Linked DNA regions of Columba livia: region 1 is linked to region 2. The links are chromatin contacts, called in public Hi-C maps. All regions are on one chromosome and are shown on one strand. Each heading gives the region's core, a stretch centred on a gene start, on an enhancer-like site or on the middle of the called end of the contact. The rest is flanking DNA. Distances are from core to core; before and after follow the strand shown. Region 1 holds the start of DHRS7B (dehydrogenase/reductase 7B). Region 2 holds the start of FLCN (folliculin).

Region 1 (5,206 bases), core at 1,222-3,721, 230 kb after region 2:
CCCTAACTCCCTAGTCTGTTTTCATTCACCCCTATAAACCCAACCTATGAGAGCAGGGAGGGGAGGAGGAGAGTCTGCACTTTGATATCAAAGGCTGAGACAAGAAATTCTTTAATCATGCCCCAGCCCTTTGAACATTTACATTTTCCAGCCAAAGGCACAGTGAAATTGGGAGCTTTCAGTTCACACTAGTTCAAGGATGTTTTTCCCAGGGGAAGGTTTTTGTTACTCTGTGGGGATTTCTGCACAGATCGTTGCTCTCAGGGTAAGCAACCAAAGCTTTTCCTAAGACAGAAGCTCCATCTTATACTCCTTGAAAAAAAAGGTGACAAGTAAGAGCCTGGAAGAAGTAGAGCACAAAATTGTTGCCTTAGAGAACAGGGTTAAAAGGCTGTAGATGTGCATTCAGTGATGCTTGCACTAAAGCAGATGTCACCAAACACAAGTGCAAATAGTTCCTTGAGTCTGGAGATGGTTTTTGTCCCCCCAAAGAAGAGCTCTCACACTTCGGCGATAGAACAGCAGGATGTTTGTCAAGGAAGTGTTAAAATGCTAAAAGGATTCCAGCCCTTTGCAGTTCTGTCTTGACACAGTGAGAATGAATGAGGCTGAGCGCTAATAAAAACAACAGGCGGAGTTTTAGAAGACTGGATCAACATTTACCAGTATCGTCTCCAAAACAAAAGTCCTCGATTTAAGACAGACTCCCCTGCAATGTTCCTGTGAACAAAGGCACGTTGTCATAACTCAGCCACCCAACTGCCCTCCAATGTGCAATGTGTGAATCAGCAGGTTTAAATTGACGCTGAATTTGTTGCTAATTACACTGGGTTAACCTAAGAAAATAGATTCCCGATCAAAGCAACAAAGACAAGCCTCAGTTCGATTAATTTCCTCCTCTAATTGCAACTCCAGCCTAACCCTTTGCTCTGTGATTTGCTGCTCACAGTTCTCTGCAGGGCAAGTGGTTTCAATCGACTTTGCCAGTCTGGTGACAGACTATTCCCTGTTAAAATAAACAGGCTGGCAGATAGCAGGGAAATAACCACAGGAGCTTGGACAGAGCTCGTGGGCAACCGTTGCCTTGTAAGAAAGAGAACGCACCAGGTTACAGCTCACCCTGCCCTGCTTTGGTGGGGAAAATGGTCTGAACTGGCTTTTTCCAGCTCTGATTTTCAGAAGACTGAACTGGCTTCCAGTAAGGTCACCATGACATAAACTACCTGATCTGGGTTTTATTTTTCAGTTTCATTTGTGTAAATAAAATTAATGATTCTTTCATTTCATAGTGGTTCTGCAGCCAAAAAAAGGGCATTACCGTGAGACCTTTCAGAATGTGATTCTTTTTAGGAAGATTTTGAATTCTTTTCTCCTTTTTCCTTAACTATTGATCGCTTACTGACGACAAACACTGAAGCTGTGAATCCATTTCAGTGTTTTTCCTATTAGAGGAGAGGAGCAGAAAACTGTTATCAGAAAAACTTGTGATAAAACTGTCTTTTAAACAGCCATGCAAGATCTTGCTGCTGTTCACAGGGAAAAGACATCTGGGATTAACCACCTTTGTGTCTGGATAACAGTAGAGTATTTCCAACTCCCTCTGTAGATGTATTTTTTGCTCACGCACATCAAAACAAACAGGTGGAAAAGCTCCCGGTGCTGGGATGAAGCCACACGCCCTTTGCTTCTTCAGGGCAAAAGCTCCTTCAGCCACTACGTCCATTTGGACTTTGGGATCGCTGGGGCCTTGGAAATGCTCTATTCCCCATATCAGAGACATTACCTCATAGAGCAGATTTAAAGCCATGGAACCTGTAGCACATTCAGGCCCCGTTTTATCACAGACAAACCAACATGTTTTCAAACCACGGCAAACAGCTCAATTAAAACCTGAGAAATGAGATTTGCCCTCATCACGACTTCGAAAGGGACCCTGTGGAAATGCCTCTTTTTCTCCTTTTACAGGAATTCACCCATTGTTCCTCACAGTCCCGACGCGCGGCTTCTCCATCTTCAACTTTATGTGGAGATATCAAAGAAAACAACTGAATTTAGGTCAGTGTAACCAACAACGTGCACACACAAGGACGACCATCGCGAGCGGGAAATCTTCCGAGCTCACCAGAGACCCAGTTTGGAGGATAGAACCATTTTGGTTGGAAAAGCCCTCTAAGATCACCCAGTCCACACGTTAACTGGGAATTACGGCAGGTTCCCGTAAAACAGGCCACAGATACACCCTGCCCAGCACAACCGCTTCAGAACAGCCACGTTTCTGTGTCTTGGCTCTGATGGTGAAAATGAGCCTCGGCTGGAGGTGTCTGTCTGCGCCCACCCCAAATCCCGCCCCCCATGGCCGGCCCTCCCTCCCCCCGGCCCCTCGGTCGGCCCGGGACGGAGCCACGAGAAGCGATACCCGTTCGAAGGGCTGGAGTCCCGGCTCAGGTGACAACCCTCGGCCTCAGCGCTGCTCAGGGTGGGCCAGGCCGCAGATTCCCGGCGGAACCGCAGCCCCGGGGCCGCCGCTCCCCGCACGGGCGGCACCTGCGGACGGACCGGCGGGAACGCAACCGCCCGCCGGCTGCGCCACTTCTGGTTTAGATCGAGGAGGGGCCGTCTGCCATTGGACGCCCTGCGCAAAGCCCTCCCCTGTCCTGGCAATGCCTCAGGCGCATGCGCACGCCGCACTTCCGGCGGCGGCCATGGTGACGGCGGCAGGCAGGTAGGGCCCGGCGGCCTCTCCGCGTCCCCGGCCTTTCCCGGTCCCCCTGTGACCCTGCGGGCTCAGCCCACCCGCCGCCCATCTCCCTGGGGAACCCGCGGGGGGGGCCGGGGCTGCGGGCCCTGAGGGCCGGAGTGTGCGAAATGCGGGAGGGGGAGAGCGCCCCTGGGCTCTGGTCTCTTAAATACGCGTTTATCTATAAATCAAGGCGGGGAGAGACATGAAGTCAACTTTCGTTTCCTCACTGTGTTTTAAGTTATTCTTTATTTGGTCAATGTCTGCAAAGTGCTTCCTCTGGCACAGCAAATGTGTTAATTTCCTAATTGTGCCACTTGGATTCACCTTTCTTTGCGTCCCAGACACCAATCGAGGATTTTCGAGTGGGAGGGTTGGAAGTGGAGCCCGTAGCTGAATAAAAGCGTCAGGAAGTTAGGAGATTATTTCTCCAGCCTAGTCTGGTTTTGGGGTATTGTTTACGTTACTTTATGCGCATAAAGTGTGTAATGAAACCTGATGATGAAAGTGCACAGTGGCATTTCAGCAACTCAGTTGTTTGAATCAGTGTAACCAATGTTTTTTCTCATTGGATTTTGAGGGTTTTTTTTAAGTTTAAATTACAGGGATCTTGTGCATCAGAGAAATTGTCAGCAGATGTCCCATTGGCTCATATTAATTCACCGATTTAACAGCCAATGCTAGATTACCTTTCTCTAGCTTAGTTGCCTCTGTTTGATTTCAGTTTCTTTCCAAAGCAGTTGAGCCAGTAAAACGATTTAGCTGCTATAAAACACAAGTGATGCTCCCTTTTCTCCCTGTCAAACGTGGCTTACAAGTGAATTTGGTCTGCTGGGGGGAATGCCCATTTCCATAGTAAATACCGTGTTTTGATACAGTGTGAGGAGAACCTCATCTCTCTGTTCGGTTGTGCTCAAAGTTCTCAAGAATCCTACTAAAGAAAAGAAAAGTCTGTTTCCTTTTCATTACCATGTTACCAGAGTATGCCCCAAAACGAATTAGAATAATAGAGAATTGCATCTGATTCACAAGTTGCCTTTTATTTTTTTTCTATCTGGAGTGTGGAAATACTAGTGTTGGACTTGATAGATGCTCTGGATTCAACAGTATAAATTATTCATTTAATACTAAAAATAATCACAGGGTCACTGTAAGTTTTGTATCGTTTTGAATTCACCTTTCTCTTTAACCTGGGGGTTAAATTCCCCCCGCATTTCAAAGGTCACAGGCTGTATTCCCAAGGTTTGTTTTTAGCAGCAGCTCCTGGCTGCGCTGACATTGGACACAGCGCGTTTGCTCGGATCGCTGCCACTTCCAAATTTAAGTCAGGTCTGTCCCGTTAAAAGACCAGAGGGAGACACCAGCTCAGAGTCACTGGCAAGTCAGTTCTTTCCAAAGGTAGGACATTGTGCTTTCTTCACACTAAAGTCGGTACCTAATCGAGCTTAGAGCTGCTGTGCTTCTGCACACGGGTTTCCTTAGAAAAGACGGATATTTTTTTCTTTCCTCTTATCCCCCCACCTTTTAATGGCACCTTTTGATTTCTGAAAATAGCCTCCCAGTTGCTGCCATTTGTCACGTAAAGGACAATGTGATTCTCGGTGGCTGAAGCTGAAGGAGGTGTTGTTTAGGTGTTGTTTAGGTGTTGTAACTGTCACAGTTTTAGTTTCTTTTAGGACTTGATCTTTGCTGCCTTTAGTGCACTCTTGACCTTATTAACTAAGATCCTTGTTTCTTCAGAAATCATCCTGGCTTTGATAACATCCAGATTTTGTTTTAAGGGGAAAGGTTTGGGTTTTTTTTCAACTGGATATATGAGATTTATTTTATGGTGTACCTTTCAAAAAGTTTCCAATCACCTGTATTTGCTTACGTTACCCATGTTGGACAGCAGGGTGACCATGAGCCAGCACTGGGCCCTTGTGGCCAGGAAGCCAATGGTACCTGGGGTGGGTTAGAAGGGGGTGGTCAGTAGGTCAGAGAGGTTCTCCTGCCCCTCTGCTCTGCCCTGGGGAGACCACACCTGGAATATTGTGTCCAGTTGTGGCCCCTCAGTTCCAGCAGGACAGGGAACTGCTGGAGAGAGTCCAGCGCAGCCACCAAGATGCTGAAGGGAATGGAGCATCTCCTGTGTGAGGAAAGGCTGAGGGAGCTGGGGCTCTGGAGCTGGACAAGAGGAGACTGAGGGGGGACTCATTCCTGGGGATCAATATGGAAAGGGGGAGTGTCAGGAGGATGGAGCCAGGCTCTTCTCGGTGACAACCAATGACAGGACAAGGGGTAATGGGTGCAAACTGGAACACAGGAGGTTCCACTTAAATTTGAGAAGAAACTTCTTCCCGGTGAGGGTGGCAGAGCCTGGCCCAGGCTGCCCAGGGGGGTTGTGGAGTCTCCTTCTGTGCAGACATTCCAACCCGCCTGGACACCTTCCTGTGTAACCTCATCTGGGTGTTCCTGCTCCATGGGGGG
Region 2 (5,265 bases), core at 1,269-3,768:
ACTGTGTGGTGTAGTTACCTGAAGTTCTGTTCTTGGTGATACCTTACGTTAAACCGTATCTCATTTCAGATAGAAGATGGTGAAATCTTTGCAAGTATTAATCAGAAAGATGGTATGGTCTGTTTCCATGATAATCCTGAAAAATATAACAATCCAGCGATGCTTCATAACATTGATCAGGAGGTAAATCTTTAAGCTATTAACTGCTTTTGGCATTCCTACTGAAGAACTTTAGTCTGTAATCAGGGAGCTACTGGGAGAAGCCAGTGTAGGTAACATACATGTAGAGATTGAGGACTATAAATCATTATTTGACTCTTTCACAGTACTGGTATGTAAAGGTTTTAGATGGATGGTCAGTCACAGTCAATGCATTCCCTGTTTTATCTTCCTTGCATTGAATGGGTTGGAAAGATTGGTTTTAGAGTTCAAGGATCACTTTCCCTGGCTATCGATAACCTGCCTGGTGGGTGGGTGACCCACATGGGACCCTCTATCAGTGTCATTAAAAAGGATTGTTAGGAAGACATGGATCAAAATAAGGGAATGAAAAATGGTCTGACGCTCTTGTTTGGGAGATGAGGGATGAGAACATTTTGACGTAGAACTTTTGTGATGGCAAAAGTTACTGGTTCTACATAGCACAGCTGTGAAATATCTTGAAGATCATGTACAAGCTGGACAAAGTAATTAACTTAATATATATTTTTAAGATGCTGAAATGTATAGAGTTGGATGAACGACTGAAAGCCATGGATCAAGAGATCACTGTGAACCCTCAGTTTGTGCAGAAGGTAATTGATTTAGTGTCTTGTAAGAGATTCAGTGCAGTATGCATTGCACTGTATTTACAGTGTTAATAATTACATATTATTAATACCATGTGCATAAACATCATCAACAAAAAGGAAGTGCATGTTTATTTCGTATGCACTTTATTTTCCTACCTGTTAACTTCAGAGAGCTGTCTTCAAAGAGCTGTCTGGCTCAAAGGTAAACCTTCAAACCTGTTGTTGAAAAGAAATAACTCTCTCTCTTCCAGAGTATGGGCTCTCAAGAAGATGACTCAGGGACCAAACCATCCAGTTATTCCTGAAATTCATGTTGCTCACCACTCCGCTTTCAAGTAAAAGCTTATGAAAGAATCACGCCTGGAATAGGGCATTGAGGAGTTCCACGAAGAGAGCAGAAAGAACTGAGCTTTGCTTTTCCACCCGGACATTAAAAAAATAAAAGAACACCCTCTCAGTACTGTACAATATCAGAAATATTCTCTGCAAAGAAAAAGGAAATCTCAAAAGAAACTTAAAAGTCTGTTTTGGATTTATTTATCTTCAGATTAACATCGTTAATGCATTAAATAATCTACCTTTTGTTTTAAAGGGTTTGAATGTTGCTGTGTTTCTGTAGCAGTCCTTTTTTCTCTTCTGAAAAGAAAACAAGTGTTATTCAGGGAAGAATACAAACTAGTGTTGATTCACTTACAAGATAATTAATTCCTGGTTCATTATTCTGTATTTGAAGTTGGCTCGAAGTGCAGATTTATCATGTGTGTGGTGGGGGAGAGGGGTGGAGTTTAAATAACTTCTTTACATTAGAGTTTACATGTGGCCAGTGTTGCTGGCTGCTCTCTCTGAAATGAAATAGGAACTGTGTTCTTCCCAAAAGGATGAGCTAATTAAGGAGTCCTTGTAAGGCAGTTTTGCTGAAAAGCAGAAGTGACTAGAGGGAATCCTTATGTGACAGCTATTTATGTTTTTAAGTTACTGGTACAAAATATCTTCTAATTACATTTGCTCTTAGATCAAACTTATTAGACCTAAACGAACGGATATTTGAAAGATCTTGGTGTTCTGGAAGATTCTAGATATGAAGTTGTTCACACCAAAAGAAATTTAAATTGTCGTTCTTATACAATTGGCATGCAGGTATTCAACAGGCTGATACTTTTCTGTGGTGGAAATGAGTGAAGACCATGCTATAGATCTTTGTTTCCAGAGAAAATAATTCTATATGGAACACAGAATTCTATACAGCTCTCAATATGCAGGATTTTATTTGGAGACGACATGCTTCAATGCTATCTGGTTTTCAATTCACTACTTTAAACATAAGAACTTTGTTGTTGGGTTTAAGTGCTTCACCCCTTAAATCAATGGGCTATTTGATTTTTTTTGTAGCTCTCGCGTATCTGAAGATTCTCACTGTCCAAACACCTTAGAAACACTTTGTCTGTACAAATCTCCTACAACCAGGCATAAATAAACCTGTCAGCAAGTCAGAATGCGAGAAGCTCAGCATTCAGTGCTTCCTACTTAAATGCCTGACTATGAGCTGCTTGCTGCTGCTAACCTGCCACTTTTTTTCAGGAGCCTAAGTGGGAGTTGAGCATTTTTGGCTCTTGCCATGTGAAGCTTGTACGTATTGAGGTCGCCCGTGGTTGAAAATCTTCCGTTTGTGCTTCCAGTGCTGATACAGAACTGTCGGGGTCTTTGTTTAAAACTGGTGTCTCCATTCTAGCAGAGCCTCTGTGACAGCTGTTTGCTTTCTACTAGAAACGTCCCCAGGTTGTTCTCTAGGTGGCGAATGGCGTTTTAAAAAGTATAAAATAGCAATTTAGTATTGAACACAGCATCAATCCATAGCACTAGGAGCTCACCATTGAGTACTTGTGCTTCCTATCATAGAGGCTTCCACATGTGAAGGCAACTTTTACACCTGATCTTACAATCTTGTTGCTTGGTGTTTTGGGGTTTGGTTGGTTGGTTTGGGGGGTTTTTGGTGGTTTGTTGTTGGTTGGTTGTGTTTTGTTTGTTTCCTTTTGTTTTGGTTTTTGTTTAGTTTTTTGTTTGTTTCTTTTTTTCTCCATAATTTGTTAATTCTGCAGTGATTTCAATGCTGAACATGCTTATGCAGTTTTTCTCATCCTGTGGAAGTGTGAAAGGAGTCGATCAGTCATGCTGTGGGCTCCAACAGGAACCTGGCGTGTCGAGGTGTCTACAGTAAAGTGCTGCAGATGAGAACCCCAAATTGCCACCTGTACAGAAATGCAGATGGCTCATCTTTCCTTGCCACGGGCTCACTTGCTGGGCAAGAATGGATGCAACATGCTTTTGTGAAGGTGGAGAAGAACCAGAAATGCTGCAGGATGGCTTTGTCTGGGCAATTACAATCTGATACATACAGCTGGCGAATAGCTACATTTCATTGGGTTTTTGGTTGGTTTTTTTTTGGTTGGTTTCTGGTTCTTTGGCTGTTTTGATTTTTGTATTTGGTTGGGTTCTTTTAAATTTTTCTTCTAAAGTAGCTAAAATAAATCCATACTACACATCAAAAGGGTGGTAGAAATAGCTATGTAATAGTTTCAAATGATATATGACGTTCTTAAATCTGTTTTGTAAAGGGGCGAATGCTTTTTAAAGTTGGAGAACTGCGAATGTTCCTTTTCTGATGTGCCTCGCTGCGCTGTTTAACTCCGCTTGCTGTTAATAATTCAAAGTCAGGTCCCACCTGTAGAATCTGAGATAAGGCATTCACCGAAAGTGCTTCAGGGAAGGGCTTTTAAGTAGTGGTTCGATAAACACATGGTCTGGCATCTGCATGTCTTGAGATACTGTTGAAATTAAGTCAGATTTTTAATGAAGTAGCTCCCTCAAGTCTTGGAACTAATTGCATGGGCTGTGATCAGCTGAGACACTTTGATAAAGACTTGAGCTTTCTGGTTTTAATGTGTATTTATTGCAGGGAAGGAATTTTGAGCAAATATAAGAACACCGCGTGCTGTGCTCCTCCAAATTTAGACTCTCGGAGATCCTGTGGCCAGTTCTTCCTGTTGTGCGCGGCCACAGGATGCGTTCGCAAAACACCGAGTGCATGCTTTGATATCTAACTCCTAATTTTCATGCGCCTTAATTAGCAAAGATACAAAATGAAGCTCTGAAGGTAGCATTAGACGTGCAACTACACTTCTTAGCCACAGGAGGGGTCTCTAGTTCAGTTATTATTAGCAAGTATGAAAACGTTTCTAGGAAGAAATGGTTAGAAGCTGTTTTGTGTACAACCACCCATTGTATTTTAGTGCCACCGAGGAGTCGCGGTTAGTGACAGTCGCACCAACGCTGCTCCACACGCTCCCGTGTAACTCCAGCCGCCTCCTCTGCCACAACTCCCCGTGTCGGTTCTACGGCGCAGCCGCGGCCCCTTGTACATGTTACAGGCGATCTGTGTAACCCAGGAAATGTTTTCTGCATGGCCACACTGGCTGAGGAGGTTAGTCCCGAGCAGTTGTTTAAATGTACCATTGGAAAATAAAGATAACAAACGAGTCGTTCCTCTTAGTTTGTCTTAAATGAGATAGTAGGTATTTTGTATTTCTTTTCCTTAGTTTGTTTGTGTGGGTTTTTTTTTTATTTTATTTGGGGGTTGGAGGGGTGTCTTTTGTTCTTGTTGCTTCTCAGGACGTGTGATTCTGGCCAGGGGCTGCTGGTTGTGGCCGTGGGTGGCAGTGCCCTGAGCTCCCCAAGCTCTGCCCCTGGTTTCTCGGAGCTCTCCTGAGCTACCGTGAGTAGAAACACTTGTTCTCTGTGCAAACTGCGTGTCTTCCTGGGGAAGTGCTGCTACAGGTCCTTTTCTGAGATGGGATCCAGGATTAGATGGATCAAACGTTTCTACCCAGATCTGATCTCTGTGTTAGAACAGTCTTGTGTATCACTGACCACCCGAGCGTTTTCTTCAGAGCCGTAATCCCACACGTGGCTGCGTAGATCCGGAGATGCACATTGCGGTGCTATCGCTGCCAGCTCCTCTTCCTTGGGTTTTACTCAGCCGAACGATCTCTGCTGTTCCCAGGTGTTAACACTTTTTGGTTTTCTGACTATGGTATTTAAAACTCTAATGTAAAGGGAAGCAGGGCAAGAATCCAGTACTTTATCTTGAAGCCTGAAAGATTAATAGTGTGCATGGACTTGGGTTTGTCTTTCCATCATAGTTTTTTAGAGAGCAATAATCCTCACCACCCTGAAGAGAGGCTGGAGTCGTTTAACCGAGAGAGGGTGTGTACTGCAGAGCCTAGACCAGGCTTAACTGTCAGCTCCTAACCTTGGATTAACCTGTGTGAACAGCTGGATATACCTGCTTTATAAATAGAGTGGGAAAAGATAATACTTCACTGAAGCCTCCATCTGCCCTAATCTTGTATTTTAATTAGTTTAAGGAATTAAAGTGCAAGATGGGGACTGCCAGCACTTGTATCAGTGTCTTTAACGG

Evidence for each region. A called contact is a pair of places that touch in the nucleus more often than the background predicts.
Region 1: a contact with region 2 is called in a Hi-C map of crop, with 3 times the contacts expected there. The contact joins the promoter of DHRS7B here to the promoter of FLCN in region 2. A contact is called at or near these places in 2 of 2 Hi-C or Micro-C datasets (crop and liver).

Annotation. Positions count from the first base shown.
Region 1 is chr15:13,455,253-13,460,458 of bColLiv1.pat.W.v2, forward strand. It overlaps DHRS7B (dehydrogenase/reductase 7B), which reads left to right and starts at 2,472. Exons shown (of 7, transcript XM_065031373.1): 1 at 2,472-2,722. The coding sequence starts at 2,661. It overlaps LOC135575516 (a long non-coding RNA gene), which reads left to right. Exons shown (of 2, transcript XR_010466391.1): 2 at 1-1,281.
Region 2 is chr15:13,224,038-13,229,302 of bColLiv1.pat.W.v2, forward strand. FLCN (folliculin) reads left to right here and starts at 2,519. Exons shown (of 12, transcript XM_065031355.1): 1 at 2,519-4,269. It overlaps COPS3 (COP9 signalosome subunit 3), which reads left to right. Exons shown (of 12, transcript XM_065031375.1): 10 at 70-183; 11 at 714-794; 12 at 1,043-2,292. The coding sequence ends at 1,096.